2 separate regions of the Triticum aestivum genome follow, and region 2 is linked to region 1. Evidence: chromatin contacts called from public Hi-C data. All regions are on one chromosome and are shown on one strand. The core of a region is the stretch at or near the end of the contact, and the rest is flanking DNA. Distances in the headings are between cores, read along the strand shown.

Region 1 (7,297 bases), core at 2,895-5,394:
GGCGCACCTCGCCGCCGTCGCCGGCGCCTACCACCACCTGTACGCGCGCTCTTTGGAAAAGGTAATGCTTCTTTTCTCCAGCCCCCTACATCTTCCAGCTTCCTTCATTTTCCACGTACAATCAGGCCTAGAAAGTAACGCTCCGGTTCCAACCGATTTGAGACTGCGACACTTATTTTGAATCGGAGGGAGTAATAAAAAGGGCATCATCTATTGCTTGCACAGGCCGTGAAGAGCGAGACGTCGGGGACTTTCGAGTTGGGGCTGCTGACGATCCTCCGGTGCGCCGAGAGCCCGGCGAGGTACTTCGCCAAGGCGCTGCACAAGGCGATGAAGGGGCTGGGCACCAGCGACACGACGCTGATACGGGTGGTGGTCACCAGGGCGGAGGTGGACATGCAGTACATCAAGGCCGAGTACCACAAGAAGTACAAGCGCTCGCTCGCCGACGCCATCCACTCCGAGACCTCCGGCAACTACCGCACCTTCCTCCTCTCCCTCGTCGGCCGCGACCGCTAACACGATCTCACCACCAAGACCACCTTGCTGATAGACCTGTGGGTCTACCTGTGTATATACATCTGTTTCTTCCGACTGTATGGAACAACTCCAGTGACAAAGCGGCGAGGGGCGAACGCTATGGCTACTGCTCACTATGTTCATGTTACCACTGAAATGAAATTGACAGCTACTGTCTTTTTTTATCACTCTATGCCTCAACATAGCCACGGAGGACACCTCCATTTACAGCACAACACCACAACCTAGCCCGCACTCGCCGGCATTATTGCCTTATTCGTTACTACGAGCATACAACACAGGATGCCGAAAGTTCAGGGACGCGAGGATACCTTACACTAGACCGGGATAACTATACACGGATTCATGTCCTCTACTCGAAATAACATACTCGACAAGCGGTGACTCGCATACGACACGCTTTAGGCAGCATATATAACACAACAACAGCAGGGCAGCGAGGCGGAAACATCACGCGATAACAGACAGCGCTGTGTAGCTAAACCACTTGCTGCTATCTTAGTCAGTCTATGGACTTCTGCCCCACACTCCGAGAAGCTGAATACGACTGCATAGCAGAGGTCGTCATGCCGATTGAGTGCTTGGTAAGGTCCAGGCTCTTCCTTGCGGCAAACCAAATCATCCAAAAGAATCCGATCCAACCTGCACGAGATTTTATCACGTTAGCGCAGGTGATATTGGTAAAAAAAAAACTTCGGACGTGAAAGTTGCATTAGAGATATTATTCCTGTGGAATCAACATGACCATTCTATGCTAACTTTTCCAGATATGAAGCATCAATAAAGGAACAATAATTCGGGAACATATTCCAAAGGACTGGCCGATCACATCCCTGCCTTAAAACTAACAATATATTCCACACGGACCAGCCGACCGCATCTCTGCCTAAAACTGACACTGCATTCCACATGATTGGCCAACCACGTCTCCCCTTTCATAAAGTTCCATGGCATGGAGAAGTTGATTTGAACAGCTAAAGCTTGTAAATCACCCCTACGTTTCAAGGACTAGCCAAGATGCTTCTACATGATACCCCTGGTTAGCTAGACAAAAACAAGTCTAAGACCAAACGGTGTCTGTTACAACAAAACTTAACTAGCATAAAAACTTCTTTCTGCTTCCTCTGTCAACAGTTAGGCTCCGAAAGTACATAAGTTAACTAACAACAACTTGCTATCTTAAATTACTGTTACAGAGCTAATGTTGTTAGTACATAAAATCCAGTTCATCTTAATTGCAGGAATACAGGTTAATGCCAATGAGTCCACTGGAAAGTTGAGAAGGCAAATAGGTAAAGTAATAACCAGTACTAAATTGGAGAGCAAACATGCAAGAACAGAGTCCCTGTTTCTGATCTAAATTCACGGGCAAGAGTATAAAATGGGCATAATCCGGCTGCAACGGTAAGTATTTTTTATCTACATACCCAATAAAAGTACAGGTTGTGTCGGGACACTTATCACTTTTTTTTATGGAAATAACTCTTTACCATAACCACCCATCAAATCGCATCTGATGAATGGCTGTAAAAACGGTGGAAGTTTCCTAATAGTTCTTAGTTACGTTTTATTTGTCTTCATGGTAATACCTCACTCCTCTACATCTCTCCACAATCTCATCTCCTTCCCTCCTTTGTCTACTCAATGGCACACTTTAGTGGCAATTGGGGAAAATTATGATCATCAGCAAGGATGGAAGGAGCTACTCAATGGCACAGTTTAGTGCCTATTAGGGGAAGTTAATAATCATTAGCAAGTATGAACGGAGCTATTCTTTTGGTCAACATTGTAACATTCTTTCAATCATCTACTCGGTGCCAACTCAGATAACGCATCATATGTTGCGAAAATGAGTAAAGGAGCATCACATGTGCAAGAAAGCTAGTAACTGGAGAACACGGCACTCAAGAACACAACAGTCTGAATTAATAATTCACTAAAAATCACATACCACAATGTAAAGAAATAATCATGCTTCCTCATTTATAAGTCACTTTAGAAGTTACATGAAGTGGATTAAATAAATCCTGCTATCATGAATTGCTTTACAAAGATTATATGTTCCTCTTAATAAAAGAAATGCAATTTCAATGCAAATGGCTTGGACACTAAGGCAAGAGCATAGGCAATTTATGGCTCTATTAGTAGGCCATGCAAGCTGGATTCCGATCTAATTACACAGGCAGAAGTATGAACAGAAACAGTCCAGCCGCAAAGTTATCCAATGCACTAACACTATCTAAATTAACTAAAGAAGAAGAGTACTTTCAATACTTAGCTCATTGGTTTTGTGATGACAAGATGGTTGAGAACATCACCAGTATAAGGAATTTTTGGCTAGTCCTAGATATACTCTTCATAATGGTGATGCACCAAGTAGGTATTTGGAGGAAAACTATTAAAACACTTAAATTGATGCCTAACTAATGATCATTATGCCCCTAGAAGTTGCATACAACAATACAATCATTTAAACCTCGAGTAAATTATTTGTTATTTTGTCTCCAGGATATATAAACAAAGCGACAGAGAGATGGCATACCAGTAGCAATCATGACTCCAACAATTGCAGAGATAACAGTGGCAGAGATGACGAATATGGCAATTGATACTGCTCCGACATACACTGCAACCAAGCAAGCAAAAAACAAGGCCAGGAATCCTCCAGCGGCTGCCAAGGACATAAGAACTGAAACAATAATGGCATTAGCGGTCGCGACCAGCAGGAAGGACATGAAAATCAGCAGGCCAGTCAGTGATATCATCGTGATTGTTCCGACCTGCAACGGATGAAAAGGTGATTAATTATCTGTGCGGGTTTAGTATTCTATTCTGACCATAAATATGATCCAACATCGATGGGATTATGGCATATCAAGTAGACAAACAGACGGTATATTCCATACCTAAAATGATTCCTACATACAACATTGATGGGCTTACACACCATATCGATATATAAATCTACCATGTTTTCAAGAACGACCAAGTACAAATTGGTGGTACTGACACAGATTGATGAATTTCATATGAGCGCTGATAGATGGATTTCACATGACGGTTAATCCATTCTCTAATACTGCATCCAACAAATTTTTGGCACATTTTCCCTAGATTACATAACATTTCTAGGACCTCGAGTGCATCAGTTGCTACGGTGTTAAACAGTGTCTGGGACGGATCGGAAAAGGAAAGCATGGGGCGCGCAGGGGCAGGCTCACCGAGATGACAAGGATGGCGCGGAGGCCGCTGCCCTGCTTGGTCCAGGCGAGCAGGTCGCGGGCCGAGTTCCTGGAGGCGTCCCGCAGCCGCGGCGCGGCCTCGCAGGTCGCCGCGCGGAGGCGCCGCAGCAGCGGATCCCCGCCGTCGCCGGGCGGCGGCCAGACGCCGTCCACGAAGCCGCGGAGAACCGCGGGGAGGGTGTCCTCGGAGACGCCGCCGGAGACCTCGACGGCGCGGGCGTCGTCGGAGGCCTCGCCGTTGGCCATCTTGCCGTCCGCCGCCGCGTCGGATTCGGCCAGCCCCAGGCCCGGCGAGAGGTCGTCCATGGGAGAGGGAGGAGGGGAACGGACAGGCGGGTCGGGGGTGGGGCGGTGCTGTGCTGTGCTGGTCGTAGTGGATTGAAGGCGGGTTGCTGGTGACACGTGCCGCTTTGCGCCGGGACGGGCGACACGTAGGCGGTGTACGTGTGCCGCCTGGTGGCCCCTGCCTCGTCACTGCGGTCCTGTTCGGCGACACCGCGACAGGTTCGCCTCCACGTGGCGTCGGTGCTACGCTGCTGCCGCTTGTTGTTAAATGCGCTCATGCAACGCACGTGTAATCTTAATCCGATTTAAAGATATACCTGATTTTTGTTTAGAAAAGTACCTGATCTTAGGTCCGACGGCGATGGGCGGTCCAGGTAGCGCCTCCGACGCACCCTCGCCGGGCAGCCAAGCGGTCTAGACGGCGTCCCCGACAACCGTGTCCTTGAAGTTGCGGCAGCGTCGCTATGGCCGAGGCCATGCAAAGGCGATGGGTAGAGGCGGCACGGAGATGTGAGGGGCGGTGTCCTTGAAGCTGTTGCGGGTCGAGACGATGGGGGCGGCGTGCGTCACTGAAGCGAGGTGATGGGGCGGCGCTGTGGGGCGGTTTGCTGTGACAGTTTCTTTTCGTGCGAAAGGTTACGTAAGGAAGGGGATCACACGACGGTTCGCTGTGGGAGTTTCGTTTCGTGTGAAAAGGTACGTAAGGAAGGGGATCGCACGGTTCGCTGTGGCATTTTCCTTTCGTGTGAAAGGATTTGTAAGGAAGGGGTCGGGGAAAGAAAGAATTGATTAGCAGTAAACGTGTTTAGCGCTAAACATATTTGGTTGCTGACCATTAGGACAATAAGGACTGTCGGATTAACGCTAATGGGATCTGTTGGATCTACCTCATTAGGTCTTTTTATATTGATATAAATATAGATATAGATTTTTAGTCAAGTCGTTTTAGTTAAAAATAATTCACGTGTTATTTTTAAACATATTCATTAAATTGAAAATATTTATGAATGAGTAAAATGTTTATATGATTCAAGTATTATTCATGTGAGGGTCCGCAGTCTAATGGCACACTAGGCTTGTAATTTTTCTAGAAAACACACAAACTTATATACTATATAAACTTTTTAAAACATATACTATATAAACTTTTTAAAACAACACAATTTTTTGTTAAAGCATGAACACATTGATATACTACATAAATAGTTTACTAAAAAATGCAAAAAATTAAAATTATATGCAAATTTATTTAAATATATGAACATTTCAAAATTACTTTAATATTTTTCATACTTTTAAATAGCCGGCTATAGCCTCGCTATAGTTCCGCTATAGCTGTTTGAACATGTTGCCGCTAAATGATTTCATGTATAATTTGCTGCTATAGCTGTTTTTAAGGGTCGCCGCTATATGCCATAGCCTGCTATTTAGAACATTGATTTTTTGAAATAAAAGCATCTTTTCAAATTATAAGTTTTATTCTAATTCATAATTTTATTATGTGCATTTCGATTAAATTTCTGCATATGTATTTCATGAAATTATATGAACTTTTTAACATAATTTGTTTTACATATATGTATATTGTTTGTAATGCGATAATAATTAACGTATTTTTTAAAATGAAATGAAAAAGAACAAACCCGTAGAAACTTGATCCACACTGTGGTCCATTTTACTCACACGAGCTCGTTATATTATAAACCTAAATTTATCATTTTACCATTCGACGTCGTCAGTTGTAGTGGTACGTGCGGCCGCTATATAGCCCCTGGTTGCAGGTTCAAAGCAAAGGCACTATATTGCTGGAATAATATTTTTAATTTACATTGTTCAGCTTTATGTTTATAAAGTGTATGAATCCTTTCCTGACACGAAATTTGAACGGGTAGATTGGCTAGGCACGCACACCTGCGCGTGTGGTTCAAACCCCGGATCAATTTATTTTCTTTTTGAGGGCCTATTTGTAAGAAAAAATTTATTCTAGGAGGTTTTGGCAAAAAAACCGAGGCCATACGCCTTGTCCCTTAGACCCTTACATCCTAGAGTGCTTGTTGGCATCATGGACGTATAAAAACAAGATTTGAACCGTATATGCACGTCCATGTCAAGTTATGGAACCAATTCAATGTATTTTGCAAGTTCAGGCATTAAAGTGCACATTTATGGCAAATTCAAGCACCTGTGATGTATTTACCTCTTATTTTTCTAGAAAGAGGTATTCTTAGACACCGCGGTCAGTTTGATGGGCAAACTTATAAAATTATTGTCATCAAATTTCTGCGGGCAGTGGTTTATATGAAGCAATCTCGCTAACCGCTTCGCTCCCTCATCCACGAAAAGACGATCACGGAGGCGGCCAACTCCTCCCGTACACTGCCGGCGAGGCTGCAGGTTCTCTTGCCCTCTGATCGCCGCTCCGGCGACGGATGGGTGGGGGAATAAAATTTCCGCGATCTCAGCCTCATCTCGATGACATTAGTGGTGAAATTGAGAGATCGGTGGTGACATCTTGCGAGGCCTCTCTGCCATCAACGTCACCATGACGCCAGATAGCTTTCTCCTCCCGCGTGAGTCCATCTCCAAACGCGTCCATCGCCGAACCTCTGCGGCGCCATGCCGCCAGGATCCACCGCCGGCCTCGCGGTAGATGTAATACCACTCCTCCTCTTGTCCCCTCCAGCCAGCGCATGCTCCAAAACGATGCCCTCAAGAGGGACAACGGCATCGAATGTGCCATCATCGTCCGATCCGGTAGACCCAAATCTAGAGTTTCCCCTAGAGCTCACATCGTCGCCGCTGCTGGAGCTACGCGGCGCCCACCACCCATAGCATCTCTCGGCCGACCATCTGAGCCTCCCAAGACGGCGCCTCCATGGAGGTTACGACGCGCAGGGCGTCGCCGCCGCCCAATCCAGACTGATTTTTGGACTTTCGTTCGGGAGGGGTTTGGATGTGGATAGGAGGGACCTTGGCTTCGCCTCTAGGGAGGGTAACGGCGCCGTGGTACGCCGCCAATTCCGGGCCGGATCAGCCGGCCAAAGTTTCCTCCGGTCCCCAACGTATACCACCAAACCTCTGACTGTTCCGGATCCGAGAGAGACGAACCGAGCCCAGCAGAGATGCAAGTGCCATGGGGCTCAACCCACCAGGAAGGAGGATCAAGAAGGACAGACGCCAGATCCAACGATCCGACGAGGCTAGCAGCAAAGACCACCACCCTGCGTCGG
Region 2 (7,297 bases), core at 2,541-5,040, 270 kb before region 1:
CTGCTATGATTTCCCATTGGTGAGTTGGCTGCATCTCTTTCTTTTTTTCTCTACAATTGGTTAACATGATTGACCAGATCAACTGAGATTGGTAATAATACTCTGTCCGCAGGCATTTGAAACAGCATTGAAGAAGTCATGGGAATCTGGTATTTCACATGTTGCAGAATCTAATGAGCATAACCAGCGGTATGCTGAAGTGACAGAGCTTATATTTGCTGATTCAACTGGATCATGGGGTACTCCTTTGGTTCCAGTTGAGCGTCCTCCAGGTAGCAACAATTTTGGTGTTGTTGCTTGGAACATGAAGCTGTCCACACCAGAATTTCCAGGCGGCCGGGAGATTATAGTTGTTGCAAATGATGTGACATTTAAAGCTGGGTCTTTTGGTCCTAGAGAAGATGCATTCTTTGACGCTGTCACCAATCTTGCTTGTGAGAGGAAAATTCCTCTAATTTACTTGTCAGCAACTGCTGGTGCTAGGCTTGGTGTAGCAGAGGAAATAAAGGCGTGCTTCCATGTTGGATGGTCTGATGACCAGAGCCCTGAACGTGGTTTTCACTACATTTACCTCACTGAACAAGATTATTCACGTCTAAGCTCTTCAGTTATAGCCCATGAGCTAAAAGTACCGGAAAGCGGAGAAACCAGATGGGTTGTTGATACCATTGTTGGGAAAGAGGACGGACTTGGTTGTGAGAATCTACATGGAAGTGGTGCCATTGCCAGTGCCTACTCTAAGGCATACAGAGAGACCTTTACTCTGACATTTGTGACTGGGCGAGCTATTGGAATTGGGGCCTATCTTGCTCGGTTAGGAATGCGGTGTATACAACGTCTTGATCAACCAATTATTTTGACTGGGTATTCTGCACTGAACAAGCTCCTGGGGCGCGAGGTTTATAGCTCTCAGATGCAACTTGGCGGCCCCAAAATCATGGCTACAAATGGAGTTGTCCATCTCACTGTGTCAGATGATCTTGAAGGTGTTTCTGCTATCTTGAAATGGCTCAGCTATGTTCCTCCCTATGTTGGCGGCCCTCTTCCTATTGTGAAATCTCTTGATCCACCAGAGAGACCTGTAACATATTTCCCTGAGAATTCATGTGATGCCCGTGCCGCCATCTGTGGCATTCAGGACACTCAAGGAGGCAAGTGGTTGGATGGTATGTTTGACAGAGAAAGCTTTGTGGAAACATTAGAAGGATGGGCCAAAACTGTTATTACTGGAAGGGCAAAGCTGGGTGGGATTCCAGTTGGTATCATAGCTGTGGAAACCGAGACAGTGATGCAAGTAATCCCTGCTGACCCTGGTCAGCTTGATTCTGCCGAGCGTGTAGTCCCTCAAGCGGGACAGGTGTGGTTCCCAGATTCGGCCGCAAAAACGGCCCAGGCACTGCTGGATTTCAACCGTGAAGAGCTCCCGTTGTTCATACTTGCTAACTGGAGAGGCTTTTCTGGTGGGCAAAGGGATCTGTTTGAAGGAATCCTTCAGGCTGGTTCTATGATTGTTGAGAATCTGAGGACGTACAAGCAGCCTGCTTTTGTGTACATACCAAAGGCTGGAGAGCTGCGTGGAGGTGCATGGGTTGTGGTGGACAGCAAGATCAATCCGGAGCACATTGAGATGTATGCCGAGAGGACTGCGAGAGGGAATGTCCTTGAGGCACCAGGACTCATTGAGATCAAATTCAAGCCAAATGAATTGGAAGAGAGTATGCTAAGGCTGGACCCTGAGTTGATCAGCCTCAATGCTAAACTCCTCAAAGAAACTAGTGCTAGCCCTAGCCCTTGGGAAACGGCGGCGGCGGCGGAGACCATCAGGAGGAGCATGGCTGCTCGGAGGAAGCAGCTGATGCCCATATATACTCAGGTTGCCACCCGGTTTGCTGAGTTGCACGACACCTCCGCAAGAATGGCTGCCAAAGGCGTGATCAGTAAGGTGGTGGACTGGGAGGAGTCCCGGGCCTTCTTCTACAGGAGACTGCGAAGGAGGCTTGCCGAGGACTCGCTCGCCAAACAAGTCAGAGAAGCCGCCGGCGAGCAGCAGATGCCCACTCACAGATCAGCCTTGGAGTGCATCAGGAAATGGTACCTGGCCTCTCAAGGAGGAGACGGCGAGAAGTGGGGCGATGATGAAGCCTTCTTCACCTGGAAAGATGATCCTGACAAGTATGGCAAGTATCTTGAGGAGCTGAAAGCCGAGAGAGCGTCTACACTGCTGTCGCATCTCGCTGAAACCTCGGACGCCAAGGCCTTGCCCAACGGTCTCTCGCTCCTCCTCAGCAAAGTAAGTTTCTTTTGCTTATTAGTATTTGTTTGTTCTTGTATACATTTCCTAATAAGTTTCTTTTGCTTCTTCTTTTCTTTGTTCTTGTATAGTTTTCCTAATTAAATTCTTTCTGTCCCTAAGTTCATCTCCCTGATACATACATTTGATTGATTGTACAGATGGATCCTGCAAAGAGGGAGCAGGTTATGGATGGCCTCAGGCAGCTTCTTGGTTGATTACTGGCCCGCGCCCTTTGATAACGCATCCATTCAGCCAGCATAAATCGGCCTTGCTTGTTGCCACCAAGCAAGTCCTGTCTATGGTGGACTGGGTACCAGTGGAACAAGCAAATTTTACTTGCGTGGCGAGCTACAGGAGGGGGAGGATTTTCAGCGGAAGAAAACTGAAACACATTGTTTGCACATAGGTAGGAGGCATCTCATCTCAGGACAATCTGTATGTTTATTGTCATTACAGATAGGTACACACAAAGCATATGTATGCTGGATAGATATTCGGTGTGAGTTGTTGCAATGCAAGATTCATCATCTTAATTTACGAGATACGATGTGATGATCGGTCGATGTGGTAGTTGTAGTTTCCTCAGTGGCAGGGAATGCCGAGTTTCCTTACGCTGCAGTTATGTGATATGTAAACCCTGAGAACTTTGGGGTGATATGATGGACGTTTTATCAGTTTCATGAGAAATGAAATTGGGGGCCGAGGCCCCTTACATCAGTTTTTTTTCTTCTAAAATTCATGTATGTATGGATTGTTTGTTCTTCATTGAGAACAGAGTGATTATCTTTCTTTCAATTCTTTTGAGCTGCTGGCTGTGCAAAAACGTCTGCGGTTAAAATAAAGCTGTTGAAAAAGTTGCAGTCTACAGTAGTTCTTTTCAGCTTCCAGAGATGGCCATTCTACAGCTTTTTATCTTGAGCCAAGTGCTCTTCACTCTGTTTTTCGTTGCAATATTCAGTTTCGAGACAGGTTTCAACACGTTTGCCTTTGATCTCCACGGCTTGCAATCTGCGGGAATCCAGCACGGGAACGAATGTAAGACGACGCCGTGGCAAATAAACTGGGGGATTTCTCAAGAACAGAGAGCAGAGCGCGCGGCCTGAATCTCTGAACTTCTCATGAACCAAGACAACACCGGCGGAATACGACCTCGGCGCCATCAACCTCACGGCCGGTGCTGTCCCCGACGTCGAATGCCACCGTCCTCGGCGCCGTCACCGGGTGGAACACCACCGCCGTCGAGCGCACCCGCCTTTTGCTATCTAGTCCGTCCGACCCACTCCCTATCTATCATCATGTCAGAAATACAGTCAAACTGTCTGCATCCAACGCCCATTGTTTACCCCCTGTGCAGCTGCGCTACGCGCCAATGGCAAACATAATAAACTGCTTCCCCTTCGTCGACAATGTCGAATCACGCCCTGAATGGTCCAACGGCGGATTCTTGTCGACTCCGGCACCCTACACCAATAACCATATGCCAAAAGCTCCACGGTAAACGGCAGACGACACAAGGACGCAGAGGAGGTGGGCACAGTCGATGGCCGCGCAACGCTCCGGCGCGGCGGGCGTGGCCGCCGGAGCCGGCGACGACGACGCGGACCGAGCCCGGCTGCGCCAGCTCGGCTACAGGCAGGAGCTCAAGCGCGGCCTCGGCGTGGTCTCCAACTTCGCCTTCTCCTTCTCCATCATCTGCGTGATGGCCGGCGTCACCACCACGTACAACGCCGGGCTGAGGTACGGCGGGCCGGCGTCCATGACCCTCGGCTGGCTGGTGGTGGCCTTCTTCAACGGCTGCGTGGCGCTGTCCATGGCGGAGATCTGCTCGGCGTACCCGACCTCCGGCGGGCTCTACTACTGGAGCGCCAAGCTCGCCGGCGAGGAGTGGGCGCCTCTTGCTTCCTGGATCACGGGCTGGTGTGTGACTGTGCTGTGTACTCTTCTCAGTTGAGATTTTTTGATTGATCGTTTTTACAAGACTATTTTCAGATTATTGACATGGAGTTATGGATACTAGTCAATATGATACTAGTACATGATTTGGTAGTTTGGTCCACGATATGTCTCAAGTTTTTTCTTTTTAAATATATAAAATATCAATCAATCCACATGGCATCCTTTAGTTCGTAGGATATATGAATATCATAGGAATAAGAAAATCATAGGGAGTGAGATGACATCTATCTCAATTACTATATGAAAAGAGATATCATTTGCATACAATAGGATTTTTTCCATCGAGTCTGGGCTAATGTTTTTTTCCTTTTTCTTTGGGGCATTCTTTGGTTTGCAAGAATCTCACTGGAATTCTAGGATAGGATTCTCGTAGGAACTTTTTCCTTTAGAGGCCTTTGGTTCATAGGAACGGATTCCTATTCCTATGTAGGATTAGTTTCTATCCTCCACATTTCAAAAAAAAATAAACATAAACCTAGACTCGATGAAAAAATTCCTATGATGTGAATCAAATGACATCTCTTTTCCTAATCTACTTATAGGATTCGAGATACATGTCATCCCATTTCCTACAAGTTTCCTATTCTTATGATAATCCTATCCCATGAACCAAAGGAGGCCTGAAATGTGAAAGGATTGGTTCCTACCCTAGAATAGCTAGGAATCCAATTCCTACAAACCAAAAGGCTCCAAAGGAATTTTTTCCTACAAAATTCTTGTAAACCAACAGAGGCCTATATCTTACAATATTGAATGGCCATCCCCCCCCCCCCCCCCCCCACACACACACACACACACAGACACCTTCTCGCTGGCAGCCCCCCTCCCCCTCATTCCAACCCGTCAACCTCAGAATCCCCTCCACTGGCGACACCGCTGCCGCGTTGTCCCTGGCTCGGCCTTGAATCTACACCTCCCATTCTCCCCCGAATCATCTGACCCGCATTCAAAATGCAGACAACCTACATATAGGAAACACGATATTGAATTGCATGTCCATTCAAAAGCTTGGGCTGATGTGATATGGTTCAACAAACAATAGTCCTTATTTATTTCTATGTTACTAGCTCCGATCAACGTTGGTGGTTATGTTATATCTTATATTCCATTTTACCTTTTGCAGGTTCAACCTTGTGGGGCAGGTATGCTCAAACATGTTGGTGGTATATTTGGTTCAAAGCGGATATGGTGCACCCACATGACAAACTTCCTAACAATCCGGTCTCCTGTCTAAAATCTTCCAGTGGGCTCTCACCACCAGCACAGACTTCTCGTTGGCGCAGCTCGTCCAAGTGATCATCTTGCTTGGCACCGGTGGAGCCAACGGCGGTGGCTACATGGCCTCCAAGTACGTTGTTCTGGCCATCCACGGCTCCCTCCTCGTCCTGCACGGGCTCATCAACAGCCTCCCCATACGGTGGTTGTCCTGGTTCGGCCACCTCGGTGCATTTTGGAACACAGCAGGTATATAATCATTATGAGGGTTACGGCATTTGGCATCAATCGATGCAGAGGTCGAGAGGGTCTTTTTTCCTTCTTCAGAAGATGCATTTGGAAATATGACTATGTGATTACCGATCAACTTATTTTTTGCGCGAAAACTTCCGATCTATTCATCAACTGTCAAGGTAGTACAAAAAACACTAGAAGTAAAAATTACATCCAGGTCTGTAGACCACCTAGCGACGACTACAATCTCTGGAGCGAGCCGAAGGCGCGCCGCCGTCATCGCCCCTCCCTCGTCGGAGCCGGGCAAACATTGTTGTAGTAGACAGTCGGGAAGTCAACTCATTGTTCTTGAACATAGCATATGTTAATGTTAGGTGCCTTTGCCCTGGTGATCATGATTCCGGTTGTTGCCAAGGAAAGAGCGAGTGTTGAGTTCATCTTTACACATTTCAACACGGACAATGGCATGGGGATCCATGGCAAGGCCTACATTTTAGCGTTGGGGCTTCTAACGAGCCAATACTCGTTGCTCGGCTATGATGCATCGGCTCACATGGTACACATCTCCTCCTGTCCCAATTCTGGTAGCTACTCATGTTGATGGTTATTTGTCTTATCTGCTTGCGCATATATATGTGCTCGAGTGCAGTTATATCGCCTCAATGAAACATTTGGGTCAACAAAGCTCACATTATCGGGAATAAATGTGCAGATTGAGGAAACAAAGAACGCGGACTGGAGTGGACCGATCGGGATCATCATGTCTGTTGCTCTCTCGACCGTGTTTGGTTGGATCTTCCTTGTAGCTCTAACATCCATCGTGACGAACATACCATACCTGCTAGACCCCGGCAATGATGCTGCCGGGTACGCCGTTGCGCAAGCGCTTTACACCGCCTTTCACCGGAGGTATGGCAGTGGGGTCGGAGGGCTCGTCTGCATAGGCATCGTCGCGTTCGGCATCTTCCTGGCGGGTGTTGCATGTGTCGCCAGTAATTCAAGGTTTGATAGTGATTCAACCACCACATAGCAATCTGACATATTAGTGTTGATATTTCTTGTTTCCAAATGATTCAATATCAAAGTTAAGTTTCTCTATATTTTTATGCTGAATCTAATGAAGCTAATTTGGTCTTGTAGTTGTTGATATTTTACGATAAACTTGGTCAAACTTTATATCTTTTATTTATGACAAATCCATAATATTTGGAACCTAATGACTATTTGCTAAGTTGCTATCACATTTCCATATAGGATGGGCTATGCTTTCTCGAGGGACAAGGCGATGCCGTTCTCGCAGGTGTGGCACCGGGTGAGCAGGAACGAGGTACCTCTCAATGTTGTGTGGCTCTGTGTGGTTGTCGCCTTCATAATGGCTCTCACGGTGCGTAATACCTCTGCCATCTCGACCTCGACCCGAAGCACCAAACCTTTACAACACGAACGTGTGATTCGTGTCAAGGACATGCTATCACATAAAATTTCACGTTCCTATTTTTGTGTGTGTTTCTTGTCTTCGGATGCAGTCTCTCGGAAGCCAGGTGGCATTCCAAGCAATGGTGTCGATTGCGACACTAGGGCAGTACATCTCCTACGTGC

Evidence for each region. Hi-C and Micro-C count contacts between places; a contact is called where the count stands out from the background.
Region 2: a Hi-C map of leaf shows a contact between it and region 1, with 4 times the contacts expected there. The contact joins the promoter of LOC123072436 here to the promoter of LOC123072433 in region 1. A contact is called at or near these places in 2 of 5 Hi-C or Micro-C datasets (both in leaf).

Annotation. Positions count from the first base shown.
Region 1 is chr3B:788,050,339-788,057,635 of IWGSC CS RefSeq v2.1, reverse strand. LOC123072433 reads right to left here and starts at 4,144. Exons shown (of 3, transcript XM_044495983.1): 1 at 3,762-4,144; 2 at 3,083-3,320; 3 at 672-1,182. The coding sequence starts at 4,088. The coding sequence ends at 1,043. LOC123072432 (annexin D5) reads left to right here. Exons shown (of 5, transcript XM_044495982.1): 4 at 1-61; 5 at 226-707. The coding sequence ends at 519.
Region 2 is chr3B:788,315,645-788,322,941 of IWGSC CS RefSeq v2.1, reverse strand. LOC123072436 (amino-acid permease BAT1 homolog) reads left to right here and starts at 3,790. Exons shown (of 7, transcript XM_044495986.1): 1 at 3,790-4,210; 2 at 5,373-5,391; 3 at 5,494-5,713; 4 at 6,073-6,254; 5 at 6,411-6,700; 6 at 6,953-7,082; 7 at 7,225-7,297. The coding sequence starts at 3,834. It overlaps LOC542885 (acetyl-CoA carboxylase 1), which reads left to right. Exons shown (of 30, transcript XM_044495985.1): 28 at 1-19; 29 at 113-2,290; 30 at 2,452-3,010. The coding sequence ends at 2,508.